Linked DNA regions of Mus musculus: region 2 is linked to region 1. Evidence: chromatin contacts called from public promoter capture Hi-C data. All regions are on one chromosome and are shown on one strand. Each heading gives the region's core, a stretch centred on a gene start, on an enhancer-like site or on the middle of the called end of the contact. The rest is flanking DNA. Distances are from core to core; before and after follow the strand shown. Region 1 holds the start of 3110067G11Rik (RIKEN cDNA 3110067G11 gene). Region 2 holds the start of Cryz (crystallin, zeta).

Evidence for each region. Capture Hi-C pulls out chosen DNA fragments and counts their contacts.
Region 2: a promoter capture Hi-C map of adipose tissue shows a contact between it and region 1, with 5 times the contacts expected there. The contact joins the promoter of Cryz here to the promoter of 3110067G11Rik in region 1. A contact is called at or near these places in 3 of 39 promoter capture datasets (the C10 cell line, liver and pre-B cells) and 1 of 9 other capture datasets (adipose tissue).

The regions. Positions count from the first base shown.
Region 1 is chr3:152,487,588-152,490,947 of GRCm38.p6, forward strand. 3110067G11Rik (RIKEN cDNA 3110067G11 gene) reads right to left here and starts at 1,980. Exons shown (of 1, transcript NR_165813.1): 1 at 1-1,980. The region is part of intron 10 of Ak5 (adenylate kinase 5); the gene reads right to left.
Region 2 is chr3:154,594,718-154,598,126 of GRCm38.p6, forward strand. It overlaps Cryz (crystallin, zeta), which reads left to right and starts at 1,994. Exons shown (of 9, transcript NM_009968.4): 1 at 1,994-2,567. Tyw3 (tRNA-yW synthesizing protein 3 homolog (S. cerevisiae)) reads right to left here and starts at 2,381. Exons shown (of 6, transcript NM_172474.5): 1 at 2,136-2,381. The coding sequence starts at 2,309.

The DNA of each region.
Region 1 (3,360 bases), core at 730-3,229:
CTGGGCCATGAGACCTAACTTCATCACAGCCGTAACGTCTCCCGGCAACCACATTCCTCCTCTGATGATATGAGGTGTTCCTGGTTGGATTTGAATATTTCTCTCAAAGTTCTCAGTGATCATGAGATGGGAGGAAGAGACAGGTGAATCTCTGGAGGCTTACGGTCCAGTTATCTTAGCCTACTTGGGAAAGTTCCAGGCAATGAGAGACTCTGTCTCAAGCAAAAGGAGGACCAACATCCAAGACTTTGACCTACACACACACACACACACACACACACACACACACCATCACACACCATCACACACACATACACACACACACACGCCATCACACACACACAGCACATGCACAATGCCTACATGTGTACACACATGAGCACACACACAGACACAGTCAGCTCTAATAGTGTATGCTTTTACAGTAATTAGACACATCTTTAAACTGTAGCATGATTTCCCACATCTTTAAAGGTAAATAGCCTCTGTAACCATACCTTTGGCAGTACTAAGTACCTTTTGCAAACCAACCTATCCTATTTCTAGGTAATCGCTCTGGTTTTTTTTTTCTTTCTTTCTCAAAATCTATCCATTCCTACCCTTGAAATCCTTCTCTTTAAATGGAAGTGGTCTCAGCCCAGAGTTCATGTTTTTGTGACTGAATGACTCCTTTCAGAGAAAAGCTATTTTGCTTCTTAACTGTGAGTCTGAGCCACCCAGGGCCCACAAGTCACTTGTCACCTCCTACAGCCACCATGAGGCTTTGCTAAGCTGAGGGTCAATGTGTTCAATGCTCTGCAGCCTGGAGTGACTAAGAAATTATCTATTTACGCTAGTCAACATTTCTACAAGCTCTGAAAGCCTCTGACAGGCATTTGGGTGAAACATGCCAGTGACAGGGTCAGCTGTGGGTCATGTAAGACTTTAGATTGGGCTGAGACCCAGAGAGTAACAGGCCTGCTTCCTTATTATCAGGGCCTAGAATCTAGGAGGTACCGGGCAACTGCTGGGCCAATGACTGGGTGATGAGCGTTCCGTGAGGCAGTCCTGTACACAGCACAAGGACTCGTTGCTTTGGACCTGCTAAGTGGTTGGGAGAGCATTGACTGATCTCTTTTCTGAGGTCACAAAGTTCCTACATCCTGGCTCTAATTAAGTTGTTGACGTGATCACACAAGCTAAGTAAATCAGACAGCTCTGACCTCTATAACGCGCTAAGGGTCCCTTTACCTCCATGGCCTGGTTCCTTAACTGGATTCCACAAAGGGGTCCCTACTTTGGGTGTGTTACACCATAGTCACCTAGCCTTCCTTTCACTGTGCTCCCGTCCATGGAAGGATTCTAATCCTGACATGTTAAAAGTTAGGTCTGGAATATTCTCTAAAGGCTCATTCATGAGGTGAAGGCTTGAGCCGTCAGCCTGGCACTGTGGAAGGTAGTAGGGAGTTTAAGAGGTGGGACTTAGCAGTAGACTTGAGGTCTTTGGGATGTGTGCCCTGAAGGTGACTGCAATGCTGGCTCACTCATTTTCTATTTCATGACATGGTCATGAGGTGAGAAGTCCTGTCTGGTCATGTGATCTCACCATGGCATTCCAGGCAGGCACTCCACTAATGATTCGCAGCCATAAACTACTTCTAGAGCTCTGTTCAGTCAGTATTTGGCTGCCTGGGTTTTCTCTTTACTGTGGAACTGGCACAATCTTGGTTGGCAGGGGCTCCATCAGCACGGTTACTGCAGTGAACGAAGAGACTTAGGATGGGGGAAAAATCCCAGACCAGAAAAAAATATCTATGAATGTCTACAGCTGACACTGGAAGACTTGAAAGTTTAGAAGATTCCCCAAGAAAAGGGGGCAGTAATTTGCAATGCATCTTGAAATGTATAGAAAAAAATGGGGGTCTGATAGACAGAGCTGTGAGAAAACAAGACCTGGCAAAATGCTAACCACAGAACTTAGTTGACAGATACACAATGCTCACCATAAAAATGCTCCCAGCTTTGTTGGAAGTTTGAAAATTCTCATTATTAAAAAAGAAAAAAAAAAGGAAGGAAGGAAGGAAGGAAGGGAGGAAGGGAGAGAGAGGGAGAGAGAGATAGAGAGAGAGAGAAAAAAGAAAGAGAGAGAAAGAGAAAGAAAGGAAGGAAGGAAGGAAGGAAGGAAGGAAGGAAGGAAGGGAGGAAGGAAGGAAGGAAGGAAGGAAGGTAGGTCGGTCTTTAAAAGATCCCCCAGGTGACTGTGGGCTGTGCCTGCCTGAGAGCTTGCTTTTCTGGAGGACCGGAGCAAGAAAAGGTTTGCCCTGGAGCTGGCGGCAGCCCAGAGAGGCTTGCTCATCTCTCTCTTCTTAATTACAGTGTAATAATGCTGAGATAAAGGCCATGGTGAACAAGTAACTGCTGTGATAGCTAATAAAGTCCTCATCCCCTTACCGAAGGCTCGGCCGTTCCTCTCACAGCAGATGGGAGGAACTGCTAGTGTTCTCTGTCAAGCTGGTGGGAAGAAAGTAAGACTGGGGGTTCAGAGATGAAATATGCCTGAGAGTCCCTGCATGCCATCCTGAAGAAAGTCCCCATTTTCCCAGGTTTATTGGCTTGCTGTGTTATCTAATACATGTCTGCTTTGTTTGAAATAGGGCCTGCAATGTTTGTAGCAGCCTTAGAAACAGAAGCTCTCTACAATAGAGAACACTATGCCAAGAGGCACAGGTGCCCTGGTACTGCTCCGACCCCCACCTGTAAGGCCCTCTGGCCCTCCCTGCTGGAGTGAGGCAGACTTGGAATTCAGACAAACATCACATATTCTATCAGCCAGTGGTCACAGGGAGCCAGGTGAAAACTGTAGCCCCACAGGTTTGCCATCAGAAACATCCAAGAAAGTATGCTTGTATGACAGCAAACATGAGTCACTATTTAAAACTCTGTTTAATGAAGAGCTTCATTATTTTATGTGCTAAATTGGGGCACAGGATCTGGCCCAAATGTCAGCTAGCAGAGACTTTTAAAACACTGTTTACTCTCTGTCCTGAGAAATCTGAGATTGTGCAATTCAGCCCAAACCAACCACAGCCATAGACATAGTCGTGATATATCTCATTAAAACAGAACACTCAAGGGGGACGTACACGCTATTGAACACATACAACAAACAGACAGAACCCCAGAAATGGAGGCACTCGTTGTGATAAGTCTGGTAGTCTCTTCATGCTGCAGGGTTCACCACGATGTTGACCACAGTCAGCTGTTAGTATGGGTTCAGGTCAAACTGGACCGGCGTCCCAGTCAGTGTTCTATGGCTTCCAGAAGGATCTCTGCCCATGGGGAAGGAGGTGGAGACTGGGAGGTCAGTCCTGGGCATAGATT
Region 2 (3,409 bases), core at 744-3,243, 2.1 Mb after region 1:
TACTCAGGTGTCTTCAGAAACAGGGGCGTGCTTTTGGTTTGCTTCTGTGTTTGTGTTGTGCTGCTGGGGATGAAACCCAAGATCTTATGAATGGCAGCTGAGCACACCTACCCTGGGTCACAAGCCTCTCTGGGCATGTGTTTGCTGGAAGAAAAGGATGAAGGACTTATATGTTAGCAGTATTTCACCATAAAAAAGTGAAAAAGGGAGAAGGCACCTCCTGTAGAACAGGGTGGCTAACACTACGGAAGGCCGACCATTTGCTGACGTCTGGGATGGGCACACCTTTCGACATGTTCCTCACCACTATGGAAATGTATTTGAGATCCCTAAAGTAGACTGCATATGCAAAGCAGCGAGGAGCAATGTGTCAAAGCTCTGGAGAGGCTGTCATTCCAACAGCGACCTAAACACTGCTTCTTTGCAAATTCTAATCGGTATATACAGATCCTTCCCTCAGAGTCTGCAAAGGGAGAGCAGAAAACCACACACATGAAGACCACCGCATCTCTACAACAACCACGCACACAAAGCTCTGGAGGCTCCTCTGGGAGCTGGTGGGGGAAGCGTGGGCCCTGAACGACCGGTTTTCATAGTGAGGCTCTAGGAACATGGGCTGGCTGTTATAAACAACCTCCGAGCCAAATGAGTGGTTTATGCTTAGCAAATGTACACAATGTCACACCACGACTTGGAACATCTCTGGCTTACCTATGTTTTCTCCACCCTGATTTTTTTTTTCACTTTCCTTCTTTTCTAATAAAGCAGAGTAAAAATAAATAGCCACCAAGTATAAGATACATAAGCTAGACAAGGTTCAGAAAGCATCCTATGACAACTCAGAATGGACAGCCACTCTTAAGTGGGCACTGTGCTTGTCTGCACCTCTTTCTGTGTCTGGCATAACAGTGGAGCTTGGAGAGTCGTGTCTCAGCTATGTAGATATAGGGGAAGCATTATAGGACAGCTACTCCAGAAGCTGAGGCAGGAGGACCACAGGTTCCAGGAGTTCTTGGTCTATTAAATGTGTTCAAGATCAGTCTATGCAGCTTTGAAAGATCCTGTTTTAGAAGGTTTAAAAAAAAAAAAAAACAAAAGGTAGGGAGGAGGCTGGAAGTTTCACTCAGTGGTAGAGTGTTTGCTGAGCATGATCGAGACCCTAAGTTCGGTTCTCAGTACTCTGCCACTCCTAAATGAAGAACAGGAACAAGACAAAGACAAGTAACTAAAGAAAATAGTTCAATCTTGGCAGTTGGTTAAAATGAGGAAAGGATTGCAGGTTACAGAACAATATAAATTTGGATTTTCTAAAGTAAATTCTGCTTAAAAATGAAAATATATAAAATATATATCATATTCTATTATGATTATATTTTGTATAATCATAATTATAATATGTTTTCATTATAGATATTTTACACATAGTATATACATATATATTTATACATTTATAAATATATTATACATATATGTGTATGCATCCCTCATATGCATATACATATGAATGTGTTGTGAAACATGGCTTGGAGAAGAGACAACAGTGTTTTGGAGACTCGTCTGAATAAACCCAGGCAGGGCAGTTGTAGAAGAGGTGTGGGCAGCTAGCTTGTGAGCAAGAGTGTCCATGAACAGAACGGGAGTGGTGGAAGCAATATAAACATGAACAGACCTCGATAATCTGGGACTTCAGTACGTGAAGAACCAAGCGGAACCTAGCGACTTTTAACCAGCAATATGGGGCCAGGCACGATGAGAAATGTTGGAAATAAATTACCCTATTTCACGTGTTGTCTAGTTATCCTGTGTTGTGGGACAGGAAGAGGATGAGAGCGTGCAGCCAGGGGCTTTGACCATGTATCTACAGTACTGTTTCATTTAGAGCTAAAATGCCCAGGGCTGTAATAATGACACCGGCCACCAGGGGGCAGCGACCCCTTAACCTTCGGGCGCCCATCTCATAGCGACAGTGATTGGGTTAGCGCGGCTCGAGGGCGAGCGTGACCGAAGGGACTTGGAGACTCGAGCTCCTCCAGCGCTCTGTAAATCCAATCCCCAGCCTTCGCCACTTAAGCTAGCTCCACCATCACCCGGAGGACGCATTAGCATTGCACAGCCTCCCCCGGCCCGGGCCTCACCCCGTCCAGAAGGAGGATGCGCCCTGCGCAGGAGCTGGTGGTGAAAAACTCTTCCCGCGAGTTCAGGAGCTCCACCACCTCCACCGCGTCCTCGTCCACACTGCCCTTGCGGCTAAGGTCCGCCTTGCTCAGACTCTGCGCCTTCCACCGGCCGAACTCCGCGCTACGGTCCATGAGCGAGCGAGCGAGCTGGGGTCGGCTTTCTGCTCTGGAATGCGCCTTCTTCTCCATGGGCGCAGCCATATTGCCGCCACGGTGGCCGGAGAGGACCAAAGTTCCCCATTGGCGCAACCAGGAGCAAGACGTGCGCCGCCAGACCGTACAGGCGTAAACCGAGAGGGGGAGCCTAGCGAAGTTAGGGAAAGCCAGCCCACCTCTTTCCCCACAGACCTTCTGGAGCTTAGGAGGTTTTGTTTCCTACTCTAGAGGAGGGTAAGTCACCCAGGACCGCAAGCAAGGTCCTACTCTTGTCTGCCGGGAGGCTTTTTTTTTTTTTTTTTTCTTTCTTTCAAGTTCTAGGCTCCAGGAGATCTATCTGCACTGGAGAACTGCACAGCAGGCGGCCGGTGGTTCCGACTGGGGTAGCTGCCTACTGATGCCTGGGGATTTCTGCCGCCACCCAGGCACTCGCGCCCCAACTCCGGGTTCACAACTTCCCAGGTGCAGGTAGAGGAGGTCTGTGTTCTGTCCTCCGGTGTGTATGCAGTGGGCGTTGTTATTCCTATTTTTAGACATAGTGGCACCCACCTACAGTAGTCTTCAAAAGAAAGAAGAGAGACCTAGAGAGAGTCAGAGACAGAGGGACACAGAGAGGGACAGAGTTAGAAAAACCTAATACATTGTTAACTACATCTTGCGCATTTACAGTTCCCAGAGTTCCTGCCTCAGTCTTGTGACCAGAAAAGACCTGTTAATGATTGAAAGTGCAGAGGCCACTGTGTGGACTTCGTGTCCACCTCGAGCCCCTGAAGCCACCATAACTCCCCGCTGGCTCCTGCCCTAGGAAATGCAGCTTGTAGCAAGCAGCATTCTGTCACACTGAAGCGGGGCCTGCCCTGTCCATGAGATGCTGCAGGGGTACAGAGTGATCAGTGTGAAAGCAAGACCGTGACAACATCATATAGCCAGAAGACTTGGACTGGATACTTTAATTTTCATCATTTATTCGTGTTTCCAAGTTAATAGTAAGCCACAAGCTTCCATGAGCCATTCTGGAACAGTGGCAGTACATTTTATAACTATGAGGCCTCTTTTTTAGTCTTCATTTAAAACTC